Regions from separate parts of the Macaca mulatta genome. Here regions 2 and 3 are each linked to region 1. Evidence: chromatin contacts called from public Hi-C data. All regions are on one chromosome and are shown on one strand. Each heading gives the region's core, a stretch centred on a gene start, on an enhancer-like site or on the middle of the called end of the contact. The rest is flanking DNA. Distances are from core to core; before and after follow the strand shown. Region 1 holds the start of RWDD4 (RWD domain containing 4). Region 2 has its middle 28 kb from the start of CDKN2AIP. Region 3 holds the start of ING2 (inhibitor of growth family member 2).

Region 1 (3,211 bases), core at 515-3,014:
CAAGTCTCTACTAAAAATACAAAAATTAGCTAGGCATGGTGACAGCGCGCCTGTAGTCCCAGCTACTCAGGAATATGAGGCAGGAGAATTGCTTGAATCTGGGAGGCAGAGATTGCAGTGAACCGAGATCGCACCACTGCACTCCAGCCTGGGCAACAGAGCAAGACTCCGTCTCAACAACGACAACAAAAAGCAGGTGACCAAAATACAATACGGGCACCTTTGCTTAATATGAGTCTAGACTAGAGGCCATTTCCTGTAATAACTCCAGAGGCCCAAAAGACATAGCTGTGGTCTTTGAATATGGAGCTGAAATAAGAGGAACTAAAAATGACTGTGTCATCCAATACAAATACGAGTCACATAAATAAATTAAAATTTTCTAGCAGTCATATTAAAAAGTAAAATGTGGATGGAATTCATTTTAATAATATTCAACTTAAGGCAGTACAGTATGTCCAAAATATTATCATACTGACACTAATATAGAAGTTAATGACATATTTTACCTTTTTTTGCACTGAATCTTCAAAATCTGGTGTGTATTTTACACTCACGGCACAACTCAATTCAGACTAGCCTATTTCAAATGCCTGATGTAGCTACCGGCTACAGAACTGGACAGCAGAGATCTAAATTATGGGAAATCTGTTCCAAAATCACGGCATGAAAATTGTAACAGAAATTATTGCCACGTTCTCCCATGGCACTTGAAATGGTCGTGCTTATTTTGCAGCAAAGGAATTTGAATGAGAACACCGATACGCACAGGCGCAGATTGAAAGGATCTCAATGACAGGCTGGAAGGAGAAATTTTCAGCTATCCTGGAAGAAGCCAGTGGAGCAACCAACGAAACTATACATGAAAGGAAGCGCAACTATAGAAGGTGAATAATGAATGGGAGATCCAGTAATGCAAGGGAAGTAAACTGGAAACTAGCGTGAGAGGTAAGAAAAGTGGCCCAATCAAACTGGGAACTAAAAAAACCCTAAAACCTAATGTGGTTGCTTTTTTTTCCTTTTAACTAACTGGAAGTTCAGGGTGTAGGACACAAGGCTCCTGAGAATGGGATTGAGAGATGTTCAACTACAAAACGAACAAAGGAGGAACGACAGTGTGGGGACGAAATGATATTTCGATGTTAAAGATGAGAAAAAAACAACCCAACCTAGGAGAAACACCGCCCCCCTGGTCGCAGTATCTGCTCTGGTAGCTCCGGTGAGGAAAGGCAGAGGAATAACATTGCAGTCCCTAAAGGCAGATATCTTCCTCCTCTTATTCCCCTGTCTTAAACCTGGGAGGCCCCAGAAATGGGTGCGTCTTTCCTTGGGTCTAAAAGAGAAGTGCCAGGATTGCACTCGTCGACGGGATTGCAAAACGCAGGCCCCCAAACCAGCATTGTTAAGAGCTAGCTCTCTTCCTCGGCGATCCCGCCTGGCCCCGCGGGTCTCCCGGCCCGGACTCACCCAGGCCCCACGCCCCGGGCCCGCTGCAGCTAAGGCCTGTCGCCGCCAGCCGGGACAAGACGAGGGGAGGCGGGGGGATGTCACAGAACGCCGGGGCCCGTCCCCACCGCTGCAGCCCCACAGCCAGCTCCAACAGGCGAGACTTCCCTGTACCCACCTCCCCCAGCACAGGAAGCACTTTCTGGGCCTGAGTGACAGCGCTCTACACCAATCGCTGTCCCGGAACTTTACGCCGCTCCTCCGAGCGTCAGGAAGACGCTGCACTTCCAGGCCCCACCAGCCGCGGCTCCTGCCCCGAGCCCACAGCCCACTGCCGGCGGCTGGGCGCTGCCGAGGCCCGGGGCGCACGCGATTGGCGTCTGCCAGTGCGAAGACTGCCGCCGCCACAACCGAGGCGCCAAAGGGGGACGCCCGGCCTGTGGGCCGCTGCCCCCGCTGTCTCTTCGTTGTTGGGAAAGCCGTCCGCTCAGGAGGCGCCCCGCGACCGGCGCGATGAGTGCCAACGAGGACCAGGAGGTGAGCCACCCGGCTCAGGGCCCTCTCCCAGCGCGGGCGCGGCGCGCAGCCCCGGGGACCGGTGAGACCTGGTGCCCGGACGGGCTGCCCGGCACGTGCCCTGCGCCCTCGGAGCCGGCCGGGGTGCCCCGAGTTCACCGGGGTCCCACCCAAGCGCGCGTGAATGGGCAGGAGTCCGCCTCTGCCTCTCTTCCCCCCTCATTTTTCATGTTTGCAAATCCTAGAGTCTCCCCTAGTTTCCTTGATAACAGGGATGAGCGTCCTTGGTGCACGATCCAGTGCTCTTGGCTCTCCTTGAATCCCATGTGTTCAGTGCCTGTTTACTGAGTTAGGCTGATCACCTTTAAATTTTAGTCTGGTCACCTTTTTAAATCTCTTGGCTAGTAGAGGGCTAATTAAGTTAGTTACATTTCTCATGGAAGAAAATGACGTTAATGGTGCTTCTGTCCATATTGTTTGGGGAAATCTTTTACCCTTGTGTTTTGAGCATTCATGTACCACCTGAACTTACAGTTTATGCTCAGATATTTCCTGGTGAGATGCCATTTTGACATTGAATCATGCAATATTAGAGTTGGGGGTGGGTGCCACAGGCCATCTGTAGGGGAACCTTCTAACTTTGATAGGTAGGTAGATGATAGCCGCAGGGCTGCACGGTAAGTATGTGGTAGAATCGGGACTAGAAACCAGGTTTTACTGGGTGGTAGATAAGTTCACTGTTAATTTAAAGTATAATGCTTGAAACTTACTACTTTTACATGATAAATGTAATAGAATCTCTGGATTGGAAGGTAACCTTTAAAGAACCCAAAGTTCAACAAGCTAGCTAGCTGATATCTGAATCTCTTCTAAAATATTCTTGCCAGGTAAATTTCTAAGTGAATGCATTAATAGCTTTGTCTCCCTGCAAAGCAAAGAACATACAGTGTAATATTTCTCAGAGTTTGACCAGAGTTCCCTACCTTAGAACCATTTAGATCGTTGCTAGAAAACAAGATGCCTGCACTCCACCCCAGACCTACTGAATCAGAATTTCTGTGGTGGGCCCAGGAATCTCCAGTTTGACAGGAAAATTTCATTCTTCTTTCAGATGATCGATGTTCTGATCTTTGAAGATAGTTTCCTGCCCAGTTTCTCAGACCTCTTCTCAGATGAAGTGGTTCCTTTTAGCTTGTCTTCATATATCCATTCTTTGTTAATTTCTTCACTCTCCTGGAATCACATGTCT
Region 2 (3,211 bases), core at 216-2,715, 180 kb after region 1:
TGGTGGCGGGCACCTATAATCCCAGCTACTCGGGAGGCTCAGGCAGGAGAATCGCTTAAACCCTGGAGGCAGAGGTTGCAGTGAGCCAAGATCGTGCCACTGCACTCCAGCCTGGGCGACAGAGCCAGAATCTGTCTCAAAAAAAAAAAAAAAAAAAAAAAAAAAGAGGAAGGAAAGTCTGCTACATGCTATAACATGGATAAACCTTGAAGATATTATGCTAAGGAAAATAAGCCAGCCACAAAAGGACACCTATTGTATGATTCCAGTTATTTGAGGGACATGAAGTAGCCAAATTCATAGAGTGCAGAATGATGGTCACCAGGGCGGATAGGGAAGGATGCAATTGGAAGTTATTGTTTAATGGGCCGAGAGCCTTAGCTTGGGAAGATAAAAAGTTCTGGAGATGGATGGTGGTGATGGTTGCACAACAATTTGAATGTACATAACACGGCTGAGTTATATACTTAAAATGGTAACTTTTGTTATGTATGTTTTACCACAATTTAAACAAAAAATATTGAGCACCTGTTATGTGCTAGTCACTGTTGAAAAAGACAGTGAGGTGCCTGAGCTCATGGAGCTTCCATTCTGCTGAAGGAAATAGACAGTAAGTGAGATAATTATGAAGGAAATAAAGAGGGTGATTTCGTGACATAGTAACTAGAGAGGGGAATATTTACTCTAGGTAGTGGTGTTGGAGATGAGATTTAAGGGATGGGAATGAGCCTCTAAAGGCATTCCAGATAGAGGATGCAGCAAGTATGAAAGTCCTGAGGAAGGCAAAGACTGAGGATGAGAAAAGAGGCCAGGAGGTTCAAGAAGCAGACACACGGCCTGGAATCTTTTGTTGTGCAAAGAAGAGAAGATGGTGGGGCAGATCAAGGGGTTGACAAACTTTTTCTGTAAAGGACCAGATGATAAATAATTTAGGCTTTTCAGGCCAAGAGAAAAAAAAAAAAAAGAAGGAAAAATGAAATTTACATAATGACACTGGTAGGAAAAAAGTCTGACATAGTGTCTATAATTTTGAGAAAGGAGTGACCAGTAGTGACAATTTTTTGTTCCACTTAGGAAATGATCAGAGCCTCACCTGAACTATTATCCATCCCAAAGTGGGATTCTTAAAAGGAGGAGGGCCTAGAAGTGAGAAAGAAGTGAAAAATATATTTGTTGAAAGGCCAACATGGGTGTTTGGAAGAGAGGTAATGCTAATGAGGTATTCGTAAAATTGGAGGTAGGCAACTTTGCTTTTGATACCCGTCATCACCATTCCATTGCCCCCGTAAATGTAAATTCCTCAGGTGTTTGGCACATACGATATCCAATACGTATTTGTGGAATAAGGTAACTTTTTCCTTCTTTTTGTTTATTCCCTGAGAAATAAGTGCCCTGGTGCTGCCCCCTGGTGGCTAAAGGATCCCTTCACTGGGAGCCTAAACCCTCCTTGGTAATGCTGTGGGCTGGGAACCACGGCTCTGTGTGACTGCAGTTCCCCTTCCTCACAAAGGATATTAAGGATGTTAAAGGGTATTAGTGGTATAGATAAGAGAAATACGTTTTTCTTTCTTTTAAATGTCATATTTGATTTTTAAAAACTTTATCCAAGTGGGTCTGAAAGTCTTAATAAAAATGCCTACGAATAAAAGGGTTACATGGACATGTGCGAGAATAGTTCCTCCTCCTTCCATTTAAAACAAACAATTCCTTTTTAGCCAAACTTCCTTTTTACAAAACCACTATATTTAGCTTTCCCTTCTTGAGATGAATCTTTCTTTTCCATAAAATTTTAAAACAAAATAAGTAACTGGCGGCCGGGCGCGGTGGCTCAAGCCTGTAATCCCAGCACTTTGGGAGGCCGAGACCGGCGGATCACGAGGTCAGGAGATCGAGACCATCCTGGCTAACACGGTGAAACCCCGTCGCTACTAACAATACAAAAAACTAGCCGGGCGTGGTGGCGGCGCCTGTAGTCCCAGCTACTCGGGAGGCTGAGCCAGGAGAATGGCGGGAACCCGGAAGGCGGAGCTTGCAGTGAGCTGAGATCCGGCCACTGCACTCCAGCCTGGGCGACAGAGCGAGACTCCGTCTCAAAAAAAATAAAAAAATAAAAAAAATAAGTAACTGGCTTAAGCCAAAATTGGGATTTAATATTTTATTTTATTTTGAGACGGAGTTTCGCTCTTGTTTCTCAGGCTGGAGTGCAGTGGCGCGATATCGGCTCACCGCAACCTCCGCCTCCTGGGTTCAAGCAATTCTCCTGCCTCAGCCTCCGGAGTAGCTGGGATTACAGGCACCTGCCACCATGCCGAGCTAATTTTGTATTTTTAGCACAGACAGGGTTTCACCATGTTGGTCAGGCTAGTTTAGAACTCCCAACCTCGTGATCCGCCCACCTCGGCCTCCCAAAGTGCTGGGATTGCAGGCGTGAGCCACTGCGCCCGGCCGGGATTTAATTTTTTAAGGGTGGTCTCAGTAGATGGAATTAAATTAAGGTTGTAAATAGACTTAAATTACTGTTATTGGCAATGTTGAATAGTAAGGTTACTAAAACCATAAATCAAAGCAATATTAATAAAAATCAATTCTAAAACACAATTTTATATTACTTTGAAAAACATTTTCTTTTCTTTTCTTTCTTTCTTTTCTTTTTTTTTTTGAGACAGAGTCTCGCTCTGTCACCCAGGCTAGAGTGCAGTGATGCAATCTTGGCTCACTGCAAGCTCTGCCTCCCAGGTTCACAAGATTCTCCCGCCTCAGCCTCCCGAGTAGATGGGGCTACAGGCGCCCACCACCATGCCTAGCTAATTTTTTTTTTTTGTAGTTTTAGTAAAGACGGGGTTTCACCATGTTAGCCAGAATAGTCTCGATCCCCTGACCTCATGATCCGCCCGCCTCAGCTTCCCAAAGTGCTGGGATTACAGGCGTGAGCCACTGCACCCGGCTGAAACATATTTTCTATTGAGTGACATTATCAGACCCACATATAAGCCCAGCCATTACAAAATGATTGTTTCTTGATCTTTTTTATAGGCCTGTTTAGGCATAAAATATTACTTTTGAGATTAACAATAAAGAATAAAATTTACCTCTTAAGTGGATACCTGTGTTTAGTTTTGGTAGCACAGATACTGGATCCTGGGATGAATTTGGGATAAACACCGACAGATTTCATTTTCAATTGAAATGAGAATGTCTGTATGTGTTCTTC
Region 3 (3,211 bases), core at 313-2,812, 150 kb after region 1:
ATTAAGCGCAACACATTTCCCCTTTTAAACTGCCCTCCTAGTAGCACCACCGATAGTAGGTGATAACACTGTAAGGAAGGTCGGATTCTGTCCCGGCTTCCCGGGTCGGCCCGTAAAGGGTGGTTTCGCCTTAACACTTAAAAGTCGGAGAAGGAGGGGCTTGGGGACGCCAGGCGGTTGCCCAGTCAACCAACCCACTTCCTCCTGAAGCCCGGAAGTGACACATGTCCCGGAACCTACGCGGAGCCAGGGTCCGAGACCCTCTGAGCTGCTAATCTCCGTCCTGATCCATTGGTTGGGAAAGAGATTGGAAACATCACCGCAAAACATGCTGCAAACCCCGACTCGGACTCCGCTGGGGCCGAACCAACGCCCTCGCACAGCCTCGACTCCCTCCCCAGCAGCCGGCTCGCCGCCGCCCCTCTCGCAACCAGCCATTTTCCAGGCCCGCGGGAACGCGCGCCGCGCCCCGCCCACTCCCACGTCACACCCGCAGGCCCCGCCCCCGGCGCGGGGGCCCTCCCCGCCACACACGCCCCTCTCTTCCTCTCTCGCGGGGGACCCCTCCCCTCTTAACCATTTTGCCGAAAGAGCTGGGCTAGGGCTGCGGCTCGGGGCGGCCGAGAACTTTCCCGGGGCAGAGAGCGGAACGGACTGCTCTCCTCCCGGCCGGGGTAGGAGCGCGGAGGAAGGCCCCCTCAATCTGCCTCCGCGGCCTCTCGCCCCCTCCCTCCCGCACGTTCCAAAGCACCCGCACTCCGGGGTGGGGGCGAGTGAGGTGGGGAAGTGCGCCCCGCAGACCAGCGGGAGCCCGGCCGCTCACTCCCTCTGGCCCTTGCCCGGCTGCAGTCCTGGGCCGGGGCGGCAGGGTCTGCGGCACGGGGCAGGCGAGCGCCTGAACAAATGCTTGCTGCTTAAAATGGCTGATTCCCCTCCGCGGCAGCTGCAGCCGCTGGGTCTGCAGCGGGGGCTGACGAACAGCCCCCACCCCCACTCCGGGGACCCCAGAGAAGTACTCGCCCACCGCGGGGCAAGGAGGGCCGCGAACCCAGTCTCCAGTCCTCCCCGTCCCGCTCGGCAGACCCTCGGTGGGCTCGGGGAGACTGTCACGGGAGAAAGGGAAGGTGGCACTGCCCCGGCAGGCTCCCTGCCACCGGCTCCCGAGGCCGGCAGCCCCGCGGCCCCTACCTTGATATTTGTTGTCCAGCTCTCGCAGCACAGACACGTTCCTCTGCATGTCGTGGGGCAGCGACTCCACGCACTCAAGGTAGTCCTGCACGTAGCAGGTGAGCAGCCGGCTCCGCTCCCCGGTCAGGAGCGCGGCCGACGAGTACAGTTGCTGCTGCTGCTGCCCTAACATCCTGCCGATGCGCGCCGTCGCCGCCGCCTCCGCATCCAGCAGCCGCACATGCACCGGCCGCGGCCGCCGCGGTCCCTCAGCTCAGCAGCCCGGCGCCGCGGGGACCCCGCAGCCGCTCGAGAGGGCACGGCCGCGCTCCCCGATCTCCACTCCCCCCAGAGCAGCCCTCACTCCCCGCCCCCGCAGCACCAGCCCAGGGGCGGGGCGAAACTGGGGCTCCCTCCTTTCTCCCCTCCCGCTCCAGGACCGGAGCAGTGGGGATCCCCTCGGCGGGGCCGGCGCCGGGGTCCCGGACGCTGACACTTCCTGTCCCCCTCGGAGTCCCCAGATGCTACCAGTGCCGTCTCGCAGCCCGGATCCCCATGACAAGCCCGTCGCCGCCTGCCTGTCCCCAGTCACCCTCCGTGCCTGACGGGGAGCCTCCCGCTGGCCTGCCCCCGCCCCTCCGCCCGCGGCCGCCTCTGCGCCTGCGCAGCGCTCGATCCCAATAAGGCCGGGGCCCGCCCCTACCGCCTACCGGAGGGTTCGCATTCTCCCGCCTTCGCTTTGCCGCCCGGGCGATTGGTCTGCCGGCTCCGGGCTAGGGGGGGAGGGTGTCGGGGGCGGCCAAACGGCAGGCCTCGCCCCGCCCCCCTTAAAGGGGAAGCCTGGGGAGCCAGTCTCTGCGCCCCGCGTCTGAATGGGACCCGGCAGGGGAGGCGGCTCGGTCCTTCCGGCCGCCCTCCCCGCGGGGAGGGGCAGCTCCGCCCGGCCACACCGGCTTTTTACCCATCCGGCGGTCCGAGTGCGGCTCCTCGCGCCCCTGCAAAGGAGCAGCAGGCGGTTCCTTTTTTTCGGACGACCCGGAGCGAGGCCTGCAGGACTGCGCGTCCCGGCGGGCAGCGGGCGGCAGGCGGCAGGCGGCGGGCGTCTCCCGGCATGCGCGGCAAGGCGTTCCCGCCGCCTCCGAGCTCGCCTGGGGCTGCCGCCCGCCTCCTGCCGGGCCCTCGGGCTCGTCCGGCACCGCGGGGCTGATCGGGGAGGTAGGCGGTGCTTCCTCCGGCCCCCGGCGTCGTGTGCCCTGCGGGTTTCGTGGCCCTTCCCCTGCGCTGGAATCTTCTATGTCATTTAGGGGGAAGGGATGCGGGACGGCATCTGCCTGCCAACGCATAGGTCCCACAGACAGCCTTTAAAAACAACTGCGTTTGGGGTGTGTCAGAACATTTAAACACAGGACGTCGGCGGGGCTTCCTGGCGGAGTGGGGCACACGCCAGCTTTACGGGACTTTTTGCTTGGTCCTGCCCCAGGACTACAATCGGAGGGGACCTGGGGCATGCAGACGCGAGTAAAAACCTAGTCAGCGGGCGGGCCCTTGGCCCCGTAATCTACGTGATCTCCTAGTGGGGTTTAATTTCGGTGTAGTGTAAACGAGATGCCAAGCAGAGGAACTGATTTTAATTTCATATGGACTTTTTTGAAAGAAATGGGTGCAAATAGAATGAATGCATGGAGAATTTTAATGGAATGCCTATGTAAACAAGCCCTATTGTGAGTACTACCTTTGAGTTAAAAAGAAAATGTGAGTGGTGACAAATTTGGATCTTCTTAGATCCAGTTTGCAGCGTTGGTACACCTGAATGGTGACCTATTTAGAGCACTTTTGAAACAGCTGTTAATAGTAACTAGCTTTTGACTTGCAAAGAGAAATCTAGATCTTTATCTAGAGGAAATTTTAAATTTCAAACCAAAATGAAGCACTCCAGGCAATTTGACGTCGTAGGACGTCAGCTATTTCAAAGGACTGGGAAATCGTCATGGGTTATTATCCTAGGACACTGAGGTTTGGGCCAGTATTAAGTCAACCCAGACAG

What was found. A called contact is a pair of places that touch in the nucleus more often than the background predicts.
Region 2: a Hi-C map of fetal cortex germinal zone shows a contact between it and region 1, with 3 times the contacts expected there. The contact joins the enhancer-like site here to the promoter of RWDD4 in region 1. A contact is called at or near these places in 6 of 14 Hi-C or Micro-C datasets (CD4 T cells, blood, cortical neurons and 3 more).
Region 3: a Hi-C map of fetal cortical plate shows a contact between it and region 1, with 2.6 times the contacts expected there. The contact joins the promoter of ING2 here to the promoter of RWDD4 in region 1. A contact is called at or near these places in 4 of 14 Hi-C or Micro-C datasets (CD4 T cells, fetal cortex germinal zone, fetal cortical plate and 1 more).

What each region holds. Positions count from the first base shown.
Region 1 is chr5:192,098,269-192,101,479 of T2T-MMU8v2.0, reverse strand. It overlaps RWDD4 (RWD domain containing 4), which reads left to right and starts at 1,764. Exons shown (of 8, transcript NM_001257574.1): 1 at 1,764-1,983. The coding sequence starts at 1,960. It overlaps TRAPPC11 (trafficking protein particle complex subunit 11), which reads right to left and starts at 1,622. Exons shown (of 31, transcript XR_013417390.1): 1 at 1,468-1,622.
Region 2 is chr5:191,918,430-191,921,640 of T2T-MMU8v2.0, reverse strand. No RefSeq gene overlaps it. Among named protein-coding and RNA genes, the nearest start is that of CDKN2AIP, 28 kb to the right of the region's middle. Within about 2 kb of position 1,465, at least 3 of the 40 cell types and tissues checked have an H3K27ac peak or open chromatin away from gene starts, as enhancers often do. A contact at or near this core is called in CD4 T cells and fetal cortex germinal zone, where this site is marked.
Region 3 is chr5:191,949,659-191,952,869 of T2T-MMU8v2.0, reverse strand. ING2 (inhibitor of growth family member 2) reads right to left here and starts at 1,562. Exons shown (of 2, transcript NM_001193975.2): 1 at 1,189-1,562. The coding sequence starts at 1,360.